Regions from separate parts of the Sus scrofa genome. Here all the other regions are linked to region 1. The links are chromatin contacts, called in public Hi-C and HiChIP or PLAC-seq maps. All regions are on one chromosome and are shown on one strand. The core of a region is the stretch at or near the end of the contact, and the rest is flanking DNA. Distances in the headings are between cores, read along the strand shown.

Region 1 (2,602 bases), core at 55-2,554:
CAAGATTGGCCATGAGTTGGTAAAGTTAGTTTATGGATTCATTGGGATTTATTATTATATTATTCTGTCTGCTTTTGTATATGTTTGAAATTTCTGTTGTAAAAATCTTTTTTTTTTAAACTGATGTATTAAATAAATGCTTATATGCCTTCAGAAGTTATGAAGAGGGGGATTATAAAACAATGTATCCTTAGTGAATTTCCTGCAGAGGCAACATCTTGTAGTATTTTTTTCCCCAAACATCCTCATTATAAAAGATGAGAATGGTTCAAAGAAATAGGAACAACAACAACAACAACAAAGAGAGACAAAAAGACAAAAATAAATAAATAAATAAATAAATAAATGGAGTTCCCGTCGTGGCGCAGTGGTTAACAAATCCGACTAGGAACCATGAGGTTGCGGGTTCGGTCCCTGCCCTTGCTCAGTGGGTTAACGATCCGGCGTTGCCGTGAGCTGTGGTGTAGGTTGCAGACGCGGCTCGGATCCCGTGTTGCTGTGGCTCTGGTGTAGGCCGGTGGCTACAGCTCCGATTCAACCCCTAGCCTGGGAACCTCCATATGCCGCGGGAGCGGCCCAAGAAATAGCAACAACAACAACAACAAAGAGAGACAAAAAGACAAAAAAAGAAAAAAAAAAAAAAAGAATGGTTCAGAAATGTCCCCATAGAAAGTGAAAGTCCATCTCTTTACTCAATTTTTTTTTTGGTCTTTTTGTCTTTTCTAGGGCCGCATACGAGTCATATGGAGGTTCCCAGGCGAGGGGTCTAATTGGAGCTGTAGTTGCCGGCCTATACCACAGCCACAGCAACTCAGGATCCGAGCTGCGTCTTTGACCTACACCACAGCTCATGGCAACACCAGATCCTTAACCCACTGAGCGAGGCCAGATATTGAACCTGCAACCTCATAGTTCCTAGTCAGATTCGTTAACCACTGAGCAATGATGGGAACTCCATCAAATAATATTTTTAAAATACTGGAACTTGCCATGTCAATTGCATTTGGTGCAAAAGATGTTTCTTTTTTCATTTATGAAATGCATGAGAAACAAAAGTTAGATCAGAGTTTGGAGAGAGCCGATTGAACCACATTGTTTTTGCTTTGCAAAAGGGCTATTAACAGTTGTTCCAGAGTTAAAAAACAAAACAAAACAAAAACCTGTCCATGCTAACCCATTATATAGTGAAAACTAAAGCCAGAGAGGCAACGTGGAATGCTCCAGTGTGCCTCTATCCCTGCCTTAGTGCGGATGGCAGCTGTAGATTGGTTCTGTGTGGTTAGGCCTTCCATGAAGGGGAATTTGAGCCGGAGAGCTTAAACATCCTCAGCAGTGCTAATTGGGAGATGTGGAGGGAGGGGATTTCCACTCTTTGTTAATAAGCTCTCCAGGCACATTTCCTCTTTGTTTTTGCATTTCCTCAGCTGTGCAGCAACTGTAGAGAAGTAAGATGTGATTTCCTGCACTTAAAGGAATGCTGGCTTCTCTTTTGGGGACTTATCATTGGAAGAGTGGAATGTGTATGGCTTGAGCTACCCTCACTGATGATTTAAATATAGTTTTAAAAAAATTACCTCACGGCCTTTGTGTCAGTACCAGATATGCTCAGATGATTTGAATTAGCAGATAAACCCAGCTTCCTCAAAGGTAGGCATCCTTCTTGATGGACCCCTGCTTTCATTAGCAGTGTGATACTTTGCAAGCTGACTGGCAAGTGCAGAACCACCACAGAACTCCCTCCAGCCTCATCTCTTATTAGTTTCCCCTCCAAACACCTGCTTCAGCTGGCGTTGGCTACTCGCTGGCTCTGGACTGCTTTGCTGTTTTCTTCCTCTGCTTTTCCCCTTCATCTAAAATGCATAGAGTACATTTTCCATGTCTCCCAAGTCCTGTTTTTCCTACAAGACTTGTCTCAAGTCCCTTTTCTTCCACAACCCTTTTCGACCTCTGTATCTATCTTTTCTTCCTTTGAACGGAGAGCATTTATGAACTTTGGCACACATTTGGCTGTTAATCCTATACCATATGTTCTTGTTTTAGTGCTGAGTTTTTCACATCAGCATCTGTTGTCTCTTCAACCACAGTATAAACTCTTCGAGGGACATGGCACCCTTCTTAATGTTTGGCATCTAGTAGGTGTGCAATAAATCTTATTTATGTGTTAAATTATCCAAGGTTTATATTTCTTAGGTCATAGTTACCATGCATTTAATGATACCTTTTAGAAGTTCCCACTGTGGCACAGTGGGTTAAAGGATTCCGCATTGCCGTACTGCAGCATAGGTCACAACTGCAGCTCAGATCTGATCCCTGGCCTGGGAACTCCATATGTCATGGAGTAGCTGAAAAAGAAAAAAAAATTGTACCATTTAATCATCATAATAACTTTGAGGGAAGGAGTATTATAAATACAGAGGGGAAACTGAAGCTCAGAGAAGTTAATTAACTTGCCAGAGCTACACAGTTTTAAGTTATGAAGCCAGGACTCAAATGCTCTTTGGATTCTGTTACACATGCTGTTATACTATACCAGTAATCCTACCTCCTCATTAGTCTGTTGTATGTTTTCTGAGGGTGGAAGAGTGCTTAATATTTAGCTGCT
Region 2 (2,602 bases), core at 35-2,534, 240 kb after region 1:
CCTCTAGAATACACTGGTGAGGGATGTTACGTGGTGTGCTTCGGAAGACAGTGTGGCAAGTAGACTGGATGGCGGATTACATGCAGTGACTGGAAAGCGAGGAGGAAAGGTGGCCAAAGAGTTCCAAGAACAAGGATCTACAGATCTTTGTGACTGGAGGTGAGGGAGGGAAGGGGGAAAGGTAGGAGCTATCGGTTTTGAGGGCCCAAAACCGATAGCTCTGTTCTAGACCCTCTTCTGGGCATGGGAGATACAGTCCCAAACTCTGCCCTCACAGAGCTTACATTGTGCAGGAGACCCAAACACACTGAATAAATAAGTCAAATGTAGAAGACAATAGTCAGAGAGTTTCTGTTGTGGGTCAGCAGAAACAAACCTGACTGGTATCCATGAGGATGCGGGTTCGATCCCTGACCTCAGTGGATTAAGGAATCCGAGTTGCCGTGAGCTGTGGTATAGGTCACAGATGTAGCTGGGATCTGACATTGCTGTGGCTGTGGCCGTGGGGTGAGCTGGCAGCTGCAGCTCTGATTTGACCCCCTAGCCTGAGAATTGCATATGCCATGGGTGTGGCCCTAAAAAAAAAAAAGAAAAAAAAGAATACATTAGTGAGAGTACTTAGGGGAAAAATAAATCAGAGAAAGCAGTAGAAATGTCAAGACAGGAGGACACACTGACATTTTAAGTAGGGTGGCTGGGAAGGTGAGAGGGCAACACTGAAGAAAAGACCTAAAGGAAGGGAGAGCTGAGGGCGTGGACAATGTTCAGTAGGTGCAAAGGTCCTGAGGTGGGTGCACTCTTGGAGGAGCAGCAGGGAGTCAGGGTGGGTGAAGTGGGGTGAGTCAGGGGAAGAGTAATAGGAAATGAAGTCAGAGATCCCAGAAAGCCAGGTCAATGCTGGGCTCTTAGGAGTGGGTTTGGAACATTTAGGAAGTTCCTCCCCAAAACGTCACTCTGCTTCTCTGGTACTAAACTGTACTATCTGCTTGTGAGGGAATATTAGGTCCCAAATACTCTCCCGATACTGAAAGCTGCTAGAAATTGTCTCCACCAAGTGGCTAAGGAGTTTGCTCAGCTGCCTGTTTCCCCCTACCCCCAAACTGAATACAGACCAGGCTGGAGAGACAGACCTCGGAGGAAATGTGTTTTTCTCTGACCACCTTTTCTGTGTGTAAGTGCATATCTCGCCCTCCCCTTCCTCATCTATGCCCTGCCCCCACCCAACCTTTTCACTCAGTGCTGAAAGAATTGCCCTGGCAACATCTGCCACATTTTTTCTGTATTACAAATAACATTGTCTGTGCTTCTGGGAAAAAAGGACCCCACCCATATGAGTCGTGGGCAGTGGCTCAGACTTTCAGTTTGTCAGCCTACATTCTTTTTATGGTTGAGAGTTTTGGGTCCTGGCCCACCCCACAGCCACCTGTACTGGGGGCGGGGAAGACTCACTAACACGTTAAAGGACAGATGAGAATGTTTGTTGCTCTGGAAGGTGACAGAATTTATATTCAAACACATAGCAGGCAAACTACTAGGCTTGACGGATCATGATCCTAATAAAAAATTTTGCATTTTCTTCTGTTCTCACCTACACAGTTGGACCTGGAATAGAATTGAATCTGGGGCAGAGCAAAGTGTTTGAGTGTTGTCTGTGGGGCTAGGTCCTGCCCCAAAACATAGGGCTAAAAAGATGCAGTCCTGGGCTTTAGGAGATTATATCCTAGGTCTCTGAGAATGGAGGGAGATTTATGAGAATTAATGTTTTCCCATTGGTACATGAGAAATTAGCTCTAGCAGAACAAAGTGAATTCTAAGCTTCCCTCACAATTTGGTTTTGAGTCTTCAGAGACCACATTGGTTTCCTTGAGTACAATACAGTTTTGAAGTCGCATTGGCGAATTGTCAAGGTATCTGTGGGGGAAAAATTATAAAGCATGGGATTTAAAAACAAGTTTTAGAAGTTTCCTGGTGGTCTAGAGGTCAGAACTCTGTGCTTTTACTGCTGCGGCCCGGGTTCAATCCCTGGTCTGCCACTGCACATGGGGGGCGGTGGGGGGAGGCAAATTTTTTTTTTTAAAGTTTGCCCTGCTGAGTTTTTTTTCTTTCCATGGATTCTAGGCGCTTAGTGGCCCACACAGGGTAGAGGGTGAGTTTCTGGAGGTGAGTTCCCCATCTCTCTAGAGCAGGCCCTCTGTCCCACCCAGAAAAATATACCACTCATGGGCCACTCCAGGAGCCTAGGCAATTGGTCCTGCTGGGGGCTCTTTGGGGTAGGGACTTTTTTTTTTTTTTTTTTTTTGAGCCTTAGAATCTTAAATCGTGGGGACCTAAGTGATCTTTAAAGGTCATTCAGCACAACTACTCTTTACATTTAAAGCCTGTTTCAATATTCTCACCAAGTCATCGAGCAACTTTGGTAAAATACCTCTAGTGTTTGGACTTAGGAATGATGCTAGGTGAGAGGGGAGACCCCCAGTTCCACTTACTAGAAAGGCCTTTGTGCTGGAGGTGAGTTTTGATGTGGTTAATCTGCTCGGTTCAAATGTAGTTCAGCTCAATTGAAAGTGAGGAAAAGGAAACTTGGCTAATGCCTCTTTTCTTT
Region 3 (2,602 bases), core at 36-2,535, 190 kb after region 1:
GTCACAGGGCCACCCCTTACCTTCTTGGGGGAGGGGGTTCAGACGGAGAGAGAGGGCAAGCCCCTGGGGCATGGACCTCTTTGCCCCCAGCCTGTTGCCAGCTCCCTCTGTGGAGGTCCAGGCTCCCTCCTGGGGACCACACAGACCTCACTCCTCTTTGCTAAGAAGCAGGAGAGCAGGGAGTACTTCCATGGGCTTTAGGGTTTACAGCAGCTTGGACTCATTTTTCTCTGTTGTTCATTTAGTCGCCTAACGGACCCAGGACTGAACACTTCCCAGTCCCGGTTCTGGGGTCCCCTCCCCTGGGCAGCTGGAAAGACCCTTCTGTGTATCCTGGTTTTCCCTCCAGGAGGTGGAGAGCTGTTGCTTTGAAAAGTGCCTACAGAGCAGTTTCGCCCCTCTGTGAATGAGCCGTGCTAAGCACACAGTTGAATCACAGTCTTGGTGACACAGAGCACGTGGCTTTAAATTACGCAGAAGGGGGACTGGCACCCCAGCCAGTGCCTCCCCACCCAAAGGGCTCTGGGTGAGCCACTATCAGCTCAGAACAAAGAGTCCAAAAATTTTCCTTCTTATTTTCCAAAACTCAAAAGTTCTTGAGTTTCAAGGCCTTGGCTATGTGTGAATTCCTTAAAGGCAGCTGAAGTAACCACTGATTTTTAAAAAATTTTTATTTTTATTTATATATTTGTCTTTTTAGGGCTATACCCAAAGCATATGGAAGTTCCCAGGCTAGGGGTCAAATTGGAGCTGCAACCACCAGCCTACACCACAGCCACAGCAACACAGGATCTGAGCCTCATCTGTGACCTACACCACAACTCATAGCAATGCCGGATCCTTACGCACTGAGTGAGGTCAGAGATCAAACCCTGTATCCTCATGGGTCCTAGTTGTATTCATTACTATGAGCCAAAAAAGGAGCTTGGAAGTGTCCTTTTCTGCGAGGAGCAAATTCCTCCGCAGGACTCCTGAGCTTAAGAGGAAGGTGGAGAATGTTCTTACTTGGGAGTTGAGTAGGGGTGGTCAGGCCCAGTCCAAACAGCTTGCTGGGGCACCTCGATTCCTGACGTGGAAGCTTGAGGCTGACCCACTTGGGTCAGACACGGTCACACCATCCATACCCCAGAACTCCTCCCGACTCCTGACGTGCTCTGGGTCTGGTGTGGCCCACAGTGGATGCCTGCCTGACCGTCCCTGGAGTAGCCCCTCCTCTCCTATGCTGGATGGAGCAGAGATGGGAGAAGGCAGGGAGCAGCTGGCAGCTGTGGTGGCTTGGCAGTGATGGGCTGAACCTGACTCATGGCCCTGTCATCGCACTTGGTGGAGGACTGACCCACAGAGGAAATTACACAGCATTCTGCGGCCCATGGTAGAGGCAGGGACTTTTTTCAAGTGCATCAGCTGGGAAGTAGCCTTCATCCACGCCAGAATCTTAGGCTTGGGGACCCTTACTAACTGCAGGTGGGGGAACGAGGGGACCTGTGCAAATCTCTTCCATAGCTCCCCATTGGCTGCTGGGGCACCCAGAGCCCCAGCCAGTCTGTGACAGAGCTGCCTTACTCCCCAAGCCAGCCTTCCACACACATTTCCTCAGGCTGCACCTCCTGGTCCAGCCTTAGGCATTCATAGTCCCCAGGAGCTTTTGCTGAGGGACCCTCAGTCTGAAAGGACAATGCCTCCAATAAAACCAGGGCTACTTCCCTCAGGTGGCTGTGTAACTCTGGGCAATTAAGTTAAACTCACTGAATCTTCTTTTTTTCATCTGTAAAATGGGCCTAGATTGTGTACCTCCTAAATTACGGTGAGGATTAGATGAGGATCTATGCAAAGGGCCTGGCACAATGCCCAGCATGCAGCAGGTGTTCAGATACACATTCCTTGTTCCAAGCCTGCTCTGCCTGAGGCAGAATTTAAATTGGCACCAACCCCCAGGTCTCAAGTCTCAGGGCTCTTTTGTCTCCCTCCCCCATATCCAGTCTCCCAACTCTTCATGCAAATGTGTGGCTGGAGGAAGAGGCGGAAGCCAGATCATCCTCATGGAGGAGCTGGAGGGATGGCTTATCTTGAGATGCCCACCCAAGGGGTGGACCACTGAGAAGGGTTCCTTCCCACCCACCCTCCTCTGGCCTAACCCGATCTGACAGCCCAGGGCCATCCTGCTGAAAGCCCTGGAGTGGAGGGGACTTGCTACCTGCTCCCAAAGCTGGAGAAGGGTGACTGGAGGGCAGAAGGGAAGAAGTGACAGGCGGGACCCTGGGTCCTGCACTAGAGTTAGTCCTTGCAGCCACCCCTGGGAAAACCTTCAGCCCCAGGAGGACTCTGACTGGTTGGAATATTCCCCTGGAATCCAGAGGGCAGGACTCTTTTGTTGATTCTTCCAGCCCCTCTGTGCTGCTGTCTGGGACAAAAACTGCACTGCCATCCCTTTCCATGACAGGGGACCTGAGCTGGGATTACCATGTGCCAGTTACGGGGAGGCCTGCAGGGCTGAGCAGCCAAAGCCTTGCCTCTCTAGGAATTACCAAAGGAATACATCAAGGAAGTATGTAACTGGAGTTCTTGCTGTGATATGCAGTGGGTTCAGAATCTGACTGCAGGG
Region 4 (2,602 bases), core at 36-2,535, 160 kb after region 1:
TACACTGGCACCGATGCCAAATAGAAATGCGGAGACAGAGTTGGAGGAAACAGAAAAAGTAGCTTTAATTGCCAGGCGAGGAGGGGATTACAGCAGGCTAGTATCTCAAGGACTGTGTGCCCCCGCCACCCCTTTGGAGGGGGTAGGGAGGAGTCTTACAATGTTGGAGGAACAGGGTGTGATCAGCTCGGGGACATTTTCCTGATTGGCAGGTGGTGAGGTAATTGGGAGTCATTCTGGTTTCAACAGGTCTGGGGTCTATGTGCTTGTGGGCAGCACATAGTTGACTTCTTGTCGCCTGCAAAAGAGCTCCAAGGACATGGCTCAGAATATTATCTGTAGTCTGAAGAACTAAAGGTCCTTGACTTTTTGAATGGCTAAATTATTATTATTACCATTTTCATTTTTCTCTGTATTTTTCTCACTTCTCTGATTTTTTTTTTTTTTTTGGTCTTTTGTCTTTTTAGGGCCACACCCACGGCATATGGAGGGATCTAATCGGAGCTGTAGCTGCCGACCTACGCCACAGCCACAGCAGCACTGAATCCAAGCAGCGTCTGCAACCTACACCACAGCTCATGGCAACGCTGGATCCTTAACCCACTGAGCGAGGTCAGGGATCAAACCCAAAACCATATGGTTCCTAGTCATATGTGTTTCCACTGCGCCACAATGGGAACTCCTCACTTCTCTGATCAAATTGGTTCTTTGACTGAGGTTTTTCTATAGATAATAAGGCAAGCAAGCGGAGGACATGAGCAGGGGTCCACTCTGGGAAGTCACCACAGGATTCAGCTCAGTTACACCAACAGCTCCCAAAGGCTGCAGACCGGCATCAAAATCCCAGCTCTGCACTTGCTCCATTTCAAACCAGGCCTCAAGGAGACCGAGGTGACAAAGACACTGACTAGAGAGGTGGAAAGGGCCACCTGTATCCCCAGGCTTCCGTCCCTGACTCAAGTGCCAGGGACTTCAACTCTCCAACAAAGAGCCTCATTCAGTTCTCAATCCACAGCTGAGTACTTTACAGCCTGGGTTTTCTCCTCTTGAACAGGATATAAGGATCCATGTCCAAGGGATGCAATGAGAATTAAATGCCATGACACGTTTAAAGTGCTGAAAAGAACAGTATTGCTGTCTATCAGCAGGGGCTGGTGGAGCTCTTCCAGAATGGCTCTTCAATGCTTTCAAGTTTCGAAAGCATCCTGACCTTCCAGAACGTGACTTCCTGAGAACATTTTCACGCAAGGGGCAGGGTCAGTGAGGCAGAAGCCAGCCTCAGTTACAAAGCCTCCCTCCCCAGCCAGAGCTGAGCAGGCGTGGCCTTGTGTAATCAGCATAAGGCTTGTGGTTCAGCCTGGGAGCCAAATTCGGCTTCTTTGTGGGTGAAGAGGTTCTTTCCTAGGCCCTCCATGGCTGCTTTCCCATGACACACGAAGGCTGGTCCCGGGCCCTCAGGATAACTGCTGCCCTGATGAGCACCTTGTCTTGCTGGAGGAGCACACAAGATGGCATCAGGAAGCAAGCGGCTTCCAACCCTCCCAGGAACCAAAAGAGCCCCCTGGAGCTCTGAGGGGAAGCGGGTCTCGGTTGTCTACCACTCCCTGTGCCCCTCTCCCCCCTCACCCTGGCCTGCAGAGCCCTCACGAGCCCCCGCACAGAGCGGGGAGGCCCCGGGCCTGCACCCACAGCCTGCCTTCCCAGCGACTCCTCACCCGGGGTGTCCCAGGGACCTGGGCGGAGTCGGTGGAAGGGGGCCAGAGGATAGGTGGCTCACCCAGGGAACGTGTGAGTCAAGACCAGCTGGGAGGGAGGGGCAGACGTCAAAGCGCCCCAAGGCCCAGAAGAAAGGGGAGGAGAGCTGGGGAACTTCTGTGCCGCTGGGCCGAGCCAGCAGGCCCTGAAGAGAGTCGCCCCTACAGACGGTCTGGGGCTCTTTCACTCCCCCCCTTCACACCCTTGTTGAACAAGTATGGCCGCTTAAAGCCTACCTGTGCAGGAGGATTTTTGTAACTTCCCAGTGGCTTTTGTTACCGGTGTAAAACTACACAGGTCAGCTACAAACCAGCTTGCTTATCAGGTGACTAGGGCCAGGAAGATTGCAGGCCTTGGGGTGGGGAAATCCTATCTTGCATGGCTTCCTTCCTTCCTCCCTCTGACTGGGCCCCAGAGGGGTGGGGAGGCCTTGCTGGACCTGGCACCCAGGCAACTGGGCTCCCAGCCAAGTGTCCAGAGGACACCCTTCCTGCCATCTGGGTCCTTCTCATCTTCCTGGGGCACAGGGAACATGAAGCTCCTGCTCTGGAGTCTAAGTGGAAAACACCTGCATTTCCAAGGCCTCCAAAGACCCTGCTTTAATGTAGCCTGGCTTCCTGGGAGGAGCTGAGGAAGAACATTGGTCAGCTTGTCCTGCTGGCAAGATTCTTAACACCAAGGATTGAACAGGAGGCTCTATGTGAAGGTGCCAGCACCCAGCAGGTGCCCAGGGACGTTCTTCCTCAAGCCCCCAGGCCCAGCAAAGCACTATGTTCATCAGTATTAATCCAGCCTGAGAGTGTCTACACCTGAGCTTTCATAGTGCCTTCAGTTTAAAATCTTGAGG

The links. A called contact is a pair of places that touch in the nucleus more often than the background predicts. HiChIP or PLAC-seq counts read pairs in DNA pulled down with a chosen protein or histone mark.
Region 2: a Hi-C map of alveolar macrophages shows a contact between it and region 1, with 2.2 times the contacts expected there. The contact joins two enhancer-like sites. A contact is called at or near these places in 5 of 5 promoter capture datasets (fetal liver, fetal skeletal muscle, liver and 1 more), 36 of 47 Hi-C or Micro-C datasets (adipocytes, adipose tissue, alveolar macrophages and 18 more) and 2 of 2 datasets of contacts at active chromatin or transcription factors (alveolar macrophages and skeletal muscle).
Region 3: a contact with region 1 is called in an H3K27ac HiChIP or PLAC-seq map of alveolar macrophages. The contact joins two enhancer-like sites. A contact is called at or near these places in 1 of 47 Hi-C or Micro-C datasets (embryonic fibroblasts) and 2 of 2 datasets of contacts at active chromatin or transcription factors (alveolar macrophages and skeletal muscle).
Region 4: a contact with region 1 is called in an H3K27ac HiChIP or PLAC-seq map of alveolar macrophages. The contact joins two enhancer-like sites. A contact is called at or near these places in 1 of 47 Hi-C or Micro-C datasets (epiblast stem cells) and 1 of 2 datasets of contacts at active chromatin or transcription factors (alveolar macrophages).

Annotation. Positions count from the first base shown.
Region 1 is chr7:64,729,178-64,731,779 of Sscrofa11.1, reverse strand. All of the region lies in intron 4 of KIAA0391 (mitochondrial ribonuclease P protein 3), which reads left to right. Among named protein-coding and RNA genes, the nearest start is that of PPP2R3C, 32 kb to the left of the region's middle. Within about 2 kb of position 1,304, at least 6 of the 83 cell types and tissues checked have an H3K27ac peak or open chromatin away from gene starts, as enhancers often do. A contact at or near this core is called in alveolar macrophages, where this site is marked.
Region 2 is chr7:64,492,368-64,494,969 of Sscrofa11.1, reverse strand. All of the region lies in intron 1 of LOC110261573 (a long non-coding RNA gene), which reads left to right. Among named protein-coding and RNA genes, the nearest start is that of NFKBIA, 14 kb to the left of the region's middle. Within about 2 kb of position 1,284, at least 19 of the 83 cell types and tissues checked have an H3K27ac peak or open chromatin away from gene starts, as enhancers often do. A contact at or near this core is called in alveolar macrophages, where this site is marked.
Region 3 is chr7:64,537,419-64,540,020 of Sscrofa11.1, reverse strand. No RefSeq gene overlaps it. Among named protein-coding and RNA genes, the nearest start is that of NFKBIA, 31 kb to the right of the region's middle. Within about 2 kb of position 1,285, at least 15 of the 83 cell types and tissues checked have an H3K27ac peak or open chromatin away from gene starts, as enhancers often do. A contact at or near this core is called in alveolar macrophages, where this site is marked.
Region 4 is chr7:64,566,509-64,569,110 of Sscrofa11.1, reverse strand. No RefSeq gene overlaps it. Among named protein-coding and RNA genes, the nearest start is that of PSMA6, 36 kb to the left of the region's middle. Within about 2 kb of position 1,285, at least 37 of the 83 cell types and tissues checked have an H3K27ac peak or open chromatin away from gene starts, as enhancers often do. A contact at or near this core is called in alveolar macrophages, where this site is marked.